Regions from separate parts of the Rattus norvegicus genome. Here region 1 is linked to region 2. The links are chromatin contacts, called in public Hi-C maps. All regions are on one chromosome and are shown on one strand. The core of a region is the stretch at or near the end of the contact, and the rest is flanking DNA. Distances in the headings are between cores, read along the strand shown.

Region 1 (5,640 bases), core at 2,354-4,853, 87 kb before region 2:
GGTATTATGGCTCTGATCTTCCAGGCAGAAACTGGTTCCCACCAGCTAAAGGACAGGAGTAAAATGAGCAAGCCTTGGTGAGGTGATCAGAGCAGGGGAAGGTGCAGTGTGACCTTACCGCCCCCAGATGATTGGCACTCCTACTGACTGCTTGTTCAATAAGACCTTGAACCAGAATCGTCACCCAGTCTTCCCCACCTCTCTCTATAAGAAGTCTCATACACAGCTCCAGAAACTGGATCAAAGGTTCCTCAGTTAACAGCCATTGACCCAGAATCCAGTCCCTGTCCAGCTGCCCCTAGACTCTCTGAGAAGATTTTGAGATTAAAAAGGGCAAGAGAGCTGGGAAGGTGACTCCACCAGTCAAAATGTCTGGATTGGATTCTCAGAACCAAACAAACAAATCAAATAAAAATAAAGCCAAGTGTGTACATTTATAATCCCAGCATGGAGGAGGTAACCTTGGGTGGGGCAGACTGCTGGCCTAGATGGCCCACCAGCCCAGCTGAATTGACAAGTCCCAGGCCAATAACTCTGTCTCAAAACTCAAAGTGGATGGTGTCCTGAAAAACCACACCCAAGTCTGACCTCTGACCTCCACACACACACGTACACACACACACACACACACACACGTACATACACATAAATATGCATGTGTGCATATACTCCAGCATATACCAACAGGATGGCATTTAAAACAACAAATCTCTCTTTGGGTGGATAAACAGACTGTGCTGCATCCAGTTGATGAAATATTATTCACCTAAAAAGAAGAAGTCAGTGAGACCCACCACACAGTGCATGCGATGTGGGGTGTGAGGGGCAGGGGTTAGGCAGCATGTAGCAGGGGAGGCAAGCGGATAATGGAGTTTGTCGTGTCTTCATGAATTTGTGACTGAATGTCACACACACATACACATACACAGAGAGAGAGACAGACAGACAGACAGAGACAGAGGGAGAGATAGCGAGACAGAAACAGACAGACACACATACACACATAGAGAGACAGAGACAAAGACAGAGATAGAGAGGGAAAGAGACAAATGGAGACCCCCACACACCCATACATACCCACACACACACTACACACAGAGAGAGACAGAGGGCAGAGAGAGAAACAGAGACAGAGTCAGAGACAGAGCAAAAATAGACAGAGACAAAGATAAACAGAGACAGAGAGGCAGAGAGACAGAGACCCACACGCTCCCATACACACAGAGAGACAGAGACAGAGATAGAGAGACAGCGAAGCAGAGAGACAGAGAAACAGAGGCAGAGAGAAAGGGGAAGAAGAAAGGGAGGAGGAAGGCCTGAGGGCAGAAAGGTAAAGATAGGAGACTACTGGACTAGTTAGTGTGAGGTGCATGGCTGATGCTGCATCTTCAGGAGTATGGACTTCCTTCCTAGGCTGGAGAGGTGCTCCGTAGTAAAGTGCTTGCTTAGAGAACACAAGGACCTAAGTTCGACCCCTAGACCCAGGTGAAAAAGCCAGACAAAGGGATGACATTCTTGCAGTTACAACTGGGGCAGAGGAAACCCGTGGGTCCTTGAGTCTCGCTACCTAGCTAGCCCAGCCTACTTGGCAAGTTCCAGGCCAGCGAGAGACTGTGTCTAGTAAGACAAAGTGAGTAAAGCATTGTGAGGCACATCTTCAATCCCAGCACTTGAGAGACAGAGGCAGGGGGATCCCTGGGAGTTTGAGACCAGTCTGGTCTGCATATACAGGTAGGCCCAGTTCATGGTAAGGGGGAATCCTAAGAAGATGGTCCTGAGTTAGAGAAGCAAGCCTCCTGAATAAGCCATGGGGACCAAGCCAGTAAGAAGCATGGCTTCTGCTTCTGCTCCTACCTTGAGTTCCTGCCCCGTCAACCCTGAATGATAGACTACAAGCTGTAAGCTGAAAGGAACCCTGTCCTTCCCGGGTTGCTTTTGGTAATGGTGTTTTATCACGGCCATAGGAACCCTAAGTGAGATGCTGCCCTTTCGCACATTCGGAATGTCTATCCCAGTGCCCTGAGCCACACCCTGTGCCTGAGCTGCGGGCTGTGGACACCAGCTCCACCTTCCCACTCTCCAGACGAAAGGATACTGCCACTTCGTTGTTATTGTTTATTTTTATTTGAACTAGAACATAAATGGTGGGAATTTTATGAGTTCACTCTGGTGCTGCCTAAGACAGTGCCTGGCATATATTACGTGCCCAGTGAACCGATGAATCTACCCAATACACTGCCCAGGAAGGAGGAAGCCAGCACCACTTAGCATCATCCCGAATGGTACTCAGTGACCCACGTGTAAGCTATCTACAGAAGCCTTTTGACCCAAGGGAGGTTTCCTTACTCTGCCAACATACAGGTCACCTTTCCCCAGCCTCTCAGGGAATGCTCATTAATTTTAACAGGAAGCCACAGGAAGCACATTTAACAAGAGAGATACACTGGGGCCAGAGATCCCATTATTCTTCCTCGGGACTTGGAGCAGGGCTTTTGGAACCTCCACACGACCGCTCCCATCACTTCTAAGTAGATTTATCATCTATTCTTTTGCACAATATTGAAGCAGTGTAACTCCTTTCCAACCTGCGCTTTTGGCTTAGTTTTATAGTCTGAACAAAACATTCTCCCTTGCCCTTGGACTCCTCCTTAGGTTTCATGCCTGGGGGTATGGGTGGGGACCCACACGATTTTAAATGCTCTGGGGATGGGTGGCTTCTTCCTGTGTCTTAGTTCCTCCTGTCCTGAGAACAAGACACTAGAAGTTGCCTCCCACATTTATAAGCTGGTTTTCTAGCTTGGCAAAAACACATGTCTTCTCCCTCAGTCCTTGGCTTACCTGGGAAAACTTCAAGTTGAGACTTTGAACTTGGGACAGTTAAACAGGAGCACATAGTATTTCTGTAGTATTTCTATGTGTTGTCCCCAGTGCCTCCATTCCAGTTTTACCCTCAATGGGCCCTCAAATGTACCCTGAGTTGGGCTGGTCCGATCTTTGCCCTTCAGGTCAAGGAACCTTGGTATTGGTTCTGATATGGTTCCACAAGCAAGATCACAATGTTGCCATACCCAAGCCTTCACAGAGGTTGCAAAATTAGACCCAGGTTGTTTCAGAATTTTCAGTGCTAGAAAAGGAAAGGAAAGGAAATGAGAGGAGGGGAGGGGAGGGGAGGGGAGGGGAGGGGAGGGGAGGGGAGGAGAGGAGAGGAGAGGAGAGGAGAGGAGAGGGAAAAGAAAAGAAGAGAAAGAGAAAAGAAAAGAAGAGATCTTGTCTTTTGTCTCCTCTGGCTGTTTACTTAAGGCTTTGACTATACAGGAATGATGGCTTGGGGCCAAGCTAACATTTTCTGTTTGAATTTGCCCTTGTGCTGCTTTTGCCTTCCATGAATGCCCAGAATCTTCACTGTGGACCAAAAAGAAGTTAGAATTGTGGGAAGCCTCTGGCAGAAGAGGTTTTAACCTTACTCTCCCTGCCAAAGACTGGCTTACCGCGGCAGGCTGAGACAGCGTGGAAACCACATGTCCGGTGAGAACAGGCTGGCCTCTCGCCTCTTACAACCTGGAAGCGCTTGTGTAATTAGGAGAGGCAAACACTTGCAGTTTTTCCACTCGCAGTGTTTTCGGACTTGCTGCTGGCCATGTGACCTCAGTCAAAGTAGGTGGTTTCCAGAGCAGTGAGAGCCAGAGTCTTTTTGGAAACGTCATTCGGGATGCCTGCCAAGGCTAAGCCACAAAGATGTTCGGGATAGAGGTATTTCTGATAGCAAAGGAGAGGAGGAGGGAGGGAGTGGGGAAGAGGAAAAAAAGAAAGAGAAGGAAAGGAAGGAAAAGATGGGGTGACAGAAACAGGGAGGGAAGGAGGAGGCAGAGGGAAGACTCCAAATCTCAACAACTGAGCAGTGACTGAGCCACAGTTGGGGACAGCAACCTGCGGTCCTAAAAGTTGATGCCACAGAAACCTAATGACAGCATGAGATAACTTCCTCCTCTACACACTGGCCGGTTAGATGAAAACCAGTGGCGTTTGGTAGATAAATACACAAATGTTTGGGAATTAGTCTTAACTTATAAAAATCTTACATTCTATGTACCTCGTTATTTCACTTTTCGATAAAAAATATAAGACTGCTGGACTAAAGATGTGGCTTCATTTGTACAATGCTTGCTCAGCATGCAGGAGGCCAGCAGCAACACTGCTTAAGCCAGATGTAGTGGGACACACCTATAATCACAGGGGTCCGGAGGCAGAGGCAGGAGATCGGGAGTTCAAGGTCATCCTCAGCTACTTTGAGACTAGCATGGGATGCAGGTGACCTTGTCTCAAAAAAAAAATAGGGGTGGGGGAAAGAGATAGAGAGACAGAGAGAAACAGAGACAGAGAGAGAGAGAGAGAGAATACTAAAAGTAAGCAGCTTCTTTTATATGGGAGTAATAGGATTATGATTCTTTTCATTTTGATTTCTCTACATTTTGTAGGTTCTTCGGCAAACCCAGAATGAAAACAATTTGAGGGTGGGGGTGCAGAGAAGACATAACCACTGGGGAGGAGAAAAAAAATAAAGACCTTAAATTTTTTTTTTAATCTAAAATTCCTTTTGCCCAGGTATTTGGCCCTCCTCCAAGGACATGTGTGTTTTAAGTTCCTGTCTGTCACTAAGAACAGAGTTAGCTGCAAGATCAACTGGGGCCCAGGGATCAGCAGAGATGCCGGGCAGCCTGCCGTAAAGCGTGGGACTGCCAGGCACTGTGGACATTTGGGGCAGGACGCTCTTTCACCCAGGAGAACTGCACTGTAGATGAAGGGACTCTAGCTAGCCCGACCAAGGCAAGCATGACCCTGGCAGGTCTTACCCTTCTCCCACATTCCCTCTGTCTTGCTAGAAACTGTTAGATTACATTTCTAAAGCTGGCCCCCAAGGTCTATTCCCTTATTTGGCCACTTCTTCCTCCTGAGGCTGACTACCAAGGTCTGGCTATCCAAGTATTGAAGTCCAGCAATCAAAAGCCCCCTTTGGGCCACCTTAATTAACATGCCCAATTAAAAATAAACATCTAATCCTAATGCTGGGATTTCCCATTTTACCTTTACACTGCTGTTTTCCTATGGGCCACCTCTGTCTCCTCTCTATCCCTCCACCCTCTCCCTTGTTCCCTACCCCCTTCTCCCTCTTCCTCCGTCTCCTGTCTTAGTCTCTTATTCCTTGCCTTTTGTTCCTCTGGGGCAAATAAATCTCTTTTGTGCTGAGAACTTGGTGGTAGGGTGTCCTGAGCTGACTGTGAGGCTCCCTACAGTAGACTAGTACTGTCCTCTGCTCACTAGACCTCAGGGCACCAACTGATTCCGGTTGAATCAGTAAAAGGCGAGGTCTCGAGTAACAAATGTCCCAGAGGGGCTCACTGTTGGCATACCACAGCTGAACATGAGGACAGCATTTGGGAAAACAAATGGAGCTGGATGTGGCATTGCTTTGTATAATCAGTAGCTCTGATCTAAAGTCTGAGGGTGACCAAGAGCTCCCCAAACACGCTAGGAAAACAGGAGCGCCCACAGGGCAGAGACCAGGAAGACTAGAGATCACTGGACTGCTTTGCCTAGAGTCTTTGAATCCCAATCTCCTACTGTCTGTATCCTCAAGGCAGG
Region 2 (6,110 bases), core at 933-3,432:
TTGTTTCAAAGTATGTCATACTCCTCTCACAGAAAATTCAGTTCCCAGCATCCGTGTCCGGTGGTTTACAACTACCTGCATTAAGCTACAGTGGCCGTTGGCTTCCTCGGACATCCTGCACTCATGCCCACATACACACACTTATATATACACACATGCACACACATAGGCAATTAAAAGTAAACTAAATCTTTAAAATGTTCTCTTTTGTGTTGATTGGGCTTGAGTGCCATGATACTTAAGCCCCATGATAGAAGACTCGTCCAGTTTGCAGATCTTTTGTACTCTGTCCCTAGTTTACTATTTCCACCCAAAGGGGTGAAAACAAGGAGACCGGTTTCTCCTTATCCTCGTGGAAGGTATATGCTTGTGTGGACTGCGTGTGCAGTGCATATGTTCCTGTTCACGTGTGCACTTATTACTGGGAGCTTTTCTGTTAATATTTCTGAGGTATTGCATTTAGCTTAATTTATGCACACGTGATCACTGCTTCAACATCACTTCTGAGAGAAACAGAAAAGAGGGAGAGAAACCGGACAGCGTTGATTTGATGATGTAGGCAATCAGGAGAAAGGGAAGGCTGATAGGAGGATGAAGAGAATGGCAAGCAAAGCCAGGCATGCTGCACCCTCTGGTAATGCCAGCCAGTTATTCATGAGGCTGAAACTGGAGGATGGAAAGGTTGGGGGAGCCTGGCCTACAGGATGAGACTCAAACAATCAAAAAAGAAGTGTGTGTGTGTGTGTGTGTGTGTGTGTGTGTGTGTGTGTGTGTGTGTAGAGGGGGAAGACAGACGGGGAGGGGGAAGAGACACAGAGAGAAAGCACAGCCCACCAGGCAATAATCACTTGACTACTAAATTCAGGTCCAATTTTGGTTTAAAAAAAAAAACTTGAGGGACAGTCACATTTAGCATCGAAGCAAATTTCTTGAATATGTCGAATATGTAATGAAAACCTTTTAACCGTTTGGTTTTTTTTTTCCCAATGAACAGCATTTCTACTCCATTTCTATAAAACTTAAGTTAGATTTAGCATGCTAGAACAAATGTTTTCCAGAAGACTCTAGCGCCTTAGTTTCCCTGACTGTGTGTACAGTTGAGACACCAGCAAGTCAAAGCTCCCAGAGGCGGCAGATATGTATTACAGTGCTAATCTCTCTCTCTCTCCACCACCCCCTCCATTAAGTGTGTGTGTGTGTGTGTGCGCGCGCGCGCGCTCACCTACGGCCAGGCACTATTTCACAAGGCGGTTACCAATCTATGCTGATCTGTATGTGCCAAACTCACAGGTTCTCTCTCTCTCTCTCTCTCTCTCTCTCTCTCTCTCTCTCTCTCTCTCTCTCTCTCTCCATAAAGAGTACGTCACGGATAATTTCCTGAAAACTGTATTTGTATTTAAAAGCTCCGATATTCAAAAACAAAACACAACACCACAACAACTTGCCCCTTTATCCAGTCCAGAGCACCTCCCGAACTATCAACTAACTAGGAGCGGGGAAGGTGGGCGTGCCCTCGAGATTCAATTTCTTCGCATACATTCATTTCGGTAGTCAAGGACACATTTCTGGATTTTAGATATCAAGAAGAACGAGTTTGGAGCAGAAATGAGAAAGGCTGCCCGCCTCTGAGGAAATAGCTGAGAAACTCGCGAAAGTTTTAAATCTTTTTTTTCTCCTGTAAGGCACCTGAAAAAAGGGTGCTCGTTTGCTGTAAATCCACCATGCTGTTTGTAGTCTAGGAGAGCAGAACAAACCTTGGGTCCAGATGGCTCCCAAAGTCCTGGATTACAGTCCCAACTTTCTCTCCTCCCCTAGGCTCAACGGACCGTTGCTTAGGCCACTTCTCCAGATTCTGGTACTCCGTAGCCAAAATCCTGCAAGTCTCCTTTAAGAGGAGACAGCACGCCCCTCCTTGTCCCCGCCCAGTCCCCGCCTTTCACACCTTGGGTGGGAAAAGAGAGCGGAGGCGGGGCCTCGGAGAGCAAGCGCTCCTACGGGCTCGGAAGCTGACCGGGGCTCCGGAAGCCAATGAGCAACGGGCCGGGCGGGGCGTAACGCTGTAGTCCAGCAGCCAACGTGGGCCGCTCTCCGCCCGGGGGCCCCAGCGGAGGGGTGTGTGAGGGCGAGCAGCCGGGGCGGGGCCTGGGGCCGCGGGGTTGGACCGCAGCGGGGCTAGCCGCTGATTGTTCGCAGCTCCGAGGCACAGTGCGCTCCGGCCGCTCCGGGACGGTGAGGCGCGTGGGGTCCACGGCTATCAGCTCAAGAGTCCTCCCGGAGGTGCCCGCCTGCGCCACGCGCAGAGACCAAGGCTAAGCGTTCTCAGTCCTCAGCAGCAGCGGCTCTCGGCGTGCGCCCGGGCTCCGAAGGCAACGCGCAACGCGGCGGGAAGGACAAGCAGCGGCGGCCGAGCACTCACCGCTGGACTCTGCAGAGTTCGCCGCGCGCGGGGCTCGGCCCGGATGGGCGCGGGGGTGGCGGTCTCCGCAGGGTGCTGCGAAGCGGCCCGGGCAGAGCGTGCCGGCTAAGCGCAGCGGCCGCGGAGCCGACTGGGGCCGGCCGTCCATGCCCCGGCGCGGAGCCTAGCGCCGAGCGCAACCCGGGCCCGTGGCCGCCGGCACCTCGCAGCCCTCGCTTCCCGGCTTCGCGGCGCGCTCCAGACAAGATGGCGCGGCCGGGTCCGGGAGTGTTCGGGGCCCCGCGCCTTGCGCCTCGCCTTCTGCTCTGGCTGCTGTTGTTGCTATTGCTGCTACTGCAAGGGCCAGAGTCTGCGGTCGCCCAGGCCGGTCCGCGGGCGCCCTGCGCGGCCGCCTGCACTTGCGCCGGGGACTCGCTGGACTGCAGTGGGCGCGGGCTGGCGACGCTGCCCCGGGACATGCCCTCCTGGACGCGGAGCCTGTGAGTATCGCCTTCGCCTCTCATCCTGGCGCTGTCACTAAGACGGGGCTGCGGGTGCTCTCAGCGGGGAAGATAGTGCGCTCTGTGGGCTGGGAGACTTTTGGGTGGCCGGGTGGAGGTCACGCGTGGGGAGCTCGGGAGAGAGGACTATACCTCTGGGGTTTGAAGGTGAGCGTGATTCTGGAGAAGTCTGCCTTGCATCGAGCGTGTGTTTTCGTGAGGATGCAGGGCATGAGGGATCGTGTAGGGGTGACTTGAATGTGTTTCGTGAAGTGTGGAGGCCAGCGAATGTGGGGCGTGGAGGTGAACCACGGGTTTGTGACTTGAAGGTGAGTGAGTGTGCTGTCGAGCGCGAAGTGCGTGTATGTGGGTGTGTGAGTGAAGAGTGGAGGTGAGCGAATTTGTGTGCATGCGAGATAGACGATGGCAGAGTGTGGGAGTCTTGTGTTAGGATCTGTGTGTGTATCTTTTTTCCTGTCTGTTCTGTAACCCAGCCCTTTGGTGTCCTGAGTTCCCTCAACTTAACCTCCAGTTAGTAATGAATGACGGTGACGCTCATCTCCAGTGTTCATTCTATTTATATTATTTATTAGTGAGCGTGTGTTGCAGTCTCCTGATCACCAGAGAATGGTGGCAGCTTGATTTGGCACTGACTAGGGCAAAAGGACCCTGCTCCGGAGAACCCAGAAATCGAAAAGCTTTGAGAGAGTTCTTGGACATGTCTTGAGTGTAGCTGTTCCCTCTTTTCCGCATGGCTGGCATGCACAGGAACTGTGTTCCAGATCCTTTCCTGTCTGTTCCCTGGGGTCCCCTTGGGCTTGATCCACTGGGGTGGGTCTGGTCCCACCCTCGAGTTTCTCTTCCATAAATGGCACAAGTTAGTTGACAAGCTACCTCAGGAGACATTGACAGGGGGTCTGGCTGGCTCTGTCAGTCTGTTTCACCCCACAGAGGTACATTTCTCTGTTGCTGGGATTTGGGCCTATCCGGCGTTGGTGGGATACTTTTTGCAGGACATTTGTCAGGAACAAAAAGACGTTGGATTTCTGTAAATGTAGTGGGATAGAATAGCATTGTTATACTTCAAAAAAAAAAAAAAAGACTTTTGAGTCGAATCTTGCTCAGCTATCAGTAATTAGCATCTCTAGAACTATTAGTACCTTTCAGAAAAAGGCCGAGCTTCAGTAGTCTGCTTCTCACTTGAATGTCTTTCCTAGGACATAAAGAAGTACAGCAGTAGCTTCAGTCATGACATTTGTTGTTTTAAAAAGAGAAAATCAATGACGCAGGCTTTAACTCACACCTGTGGCTTCATTGCTGAAAACCGGGGCCTGACTATCTGACTGTCTTGAAGGAGAGAAGTTAATTCTTTTCTAATAAGGAGACTCTGTGTTCTCAGAATGAGGCCTAGGTCTCTACGTCATCACTTGGGCAGGCTGCTGTGTGAGTTCTGAAGCCAGCTGAGACCCTTTTGCTACTGTTGCTGCCTTTTGCCCCTCCCTCCCCCCAGCGGCTGCTTCCCTTGTGGAATTCACTACTGAAAATACGTGGTCTTAGAGTGGGTTTTAACCCTGTGGCTCTGTCAGTTCCTGGGAGGTGAACACACTATTGCTCTTTGCTGAGATTTTATTTAGTAATAGTTGAGGCAGTTTGAGGTATTTCAGGTTTTTTATTTTCTCATACTTAAGATGGGATTTTTATTATTATGACGATGACGATGATGATGATGATGATGATGATGATGATGATGACATAATAGAACCATGTGGGTAGAGTCAGAATATCTTCTCAAGTGTTCACCTGTTGGGAGATTTGCAAAGCCTGTGTCATGGGTGAACCTGAGGAATGCTCTCAGGTCCTGAACCATACTTCCTGGAGAGAGAGCTCTTATTTGTGCTTGCCTTTTGTCACACGACCCACCTTGCCTTGCCCTTTTTTGGAGTGGAACTCAACTAGTCATTTTTAAGCTTTTGGTTGCCTACAAGTGACAATTCACACAGCATAAATACCTTTAAAATTGCAGTCTCTCTTACTCACACAATTTAATGATCAATAAATACCAGACTAGGTATTTTGGGCTTCAGGAGCTATGACTCTACTGAAGATGGTTTTAATGGATTAGTTTTAAGATTCAAGGAGTTTGGGTTCTGGGTTAGTATGTGGTGACTTGGGCGAGTGTGCTTGAGCTCTCTCTCTCTCTCTTTCTCTCTCTCTCTCTCTCTCTCTCTCTCTCTCACACACACACACACACACACACACGGGAGGAGGGCTTTGAAGAATACTTACAAGTTTGTTTTATTTCTGCTTAAAGTGCAATCAAGTGTGAATTGTCTCCTAACCTTCATATTTCTCAAAATATTTCCCCTGCTGATACTGAGGGTTGAGCCTAGGTCCGGAGCATGCTAGGCGCTCAGCTCCTTCTGAACTGTATCTCCAAGACCAGCGCCTTCCTTTTAAACCATTGCCTTTATCTCGGCAGGGTAGCAGTGGAGAAAGTCTCCGTGTATGATACAATGAAGTATCTTGCATTTTCACTGGATTTACACCTTTTAAGGTCATTGTGTCTAGAAAATGCTTCGAGCTGGTTTATAAGCCTGTGAAGTAGATTTACAGCAGCCTGCTCAAACAGTTCCAGGCTGCAGGTTTGCGATAGCAAGAGTCCTGGGCTTATCGGTTCCTCCCATTTTTGTAAACAGTACATATCTACTTTTGGAGTTGTCCTTAGGCCAAGTGTAGAGAAGCTAAAAGTTTTTAATAGTGAATAAAAATTTAGTGTGAGTAAAAAAATGGAGGGTAGCATCACCAGCATCGATGGAGGGGATCTCCAAGGCTGAGGATAATCATATTCTTTATGGCTAGAGAGGTGGAGCCTAACCGAGTGGCCTGTCCTGTTGCATAGGTGAGATCGGCATGGTCCAATCAGAACACTCACAAGTAGCGCCACACACCTCCCAGAACCTTACAAGAGGCTGAACTTCTTAGAACTTAGGTGTTTGTTTTCCTTGAAACTATTTTTGAGAGCATGATTTCAGAAGCTCTTTAAAAACTATTATAGATTTACTTTAGACTGTTTCTCACCTGTCTAAATTAGAGCAGAGAGTTTAGTTACAAAATATGTTGCTGTTAACGTTCTGAGAGGTAACTGATGGCCTCTTGGGAGTGGGAGGTAGGCAGGCTCAGGAGGGCAGTTCTCGGATTCTTGTTCAGTGGAGGAA

Evidence for each region. A called contact is a pair of places that touch in the nucleus more often than the background predicts.
Region 1: a contact with region 2 is called in a Hi-C map of liver, with 3 times the contacts expected there. The contact joins the enhancer-like site here to the promoter of Lrig1 in region 2. A contact is called at or near these places in 4 of 12 Hi-C or Micro-C datasets (the A7r5 cell line, the Rat2 cell line, Schwann cells and 1 more).

What each region holds. Positions count from the first base shown.
Region 1 is chr4:128,873,109-128,878,748 of GRCr8, reverse strand. No RefSeq gene overlaps it. Among named protein-coding and RNA genes, the nearest start is that of Apool2, 45 kb to the right of the region's middle. Within about 2 kb of position 3,603, at least 23 of the 93 cell types and tissues checked have an H3K27ac peak or open chromatin away from gene starts, as enhancers often do. A contact at or near this core is called in the A7r5 cell line and liver, where this site is marked.
Region 2 is chr4:128,784,291-128,790,400 of GRCr8, reverse strand. Lrig1 (leucine-rich repeats and immunoglobulin-like domains 1) reads left to right here and starts at 2,182. Exons shown (of 19, transcript NM_001427801.1): 1 at 2,182-2,895. The coding sequence starts at 2,663. LOC134486819 (a long non-coding RNA gene) reads left to right here and starts at 4,694. Exons shown (of 2, transcript XR_010066223.1): 1 at 4,694-6,110.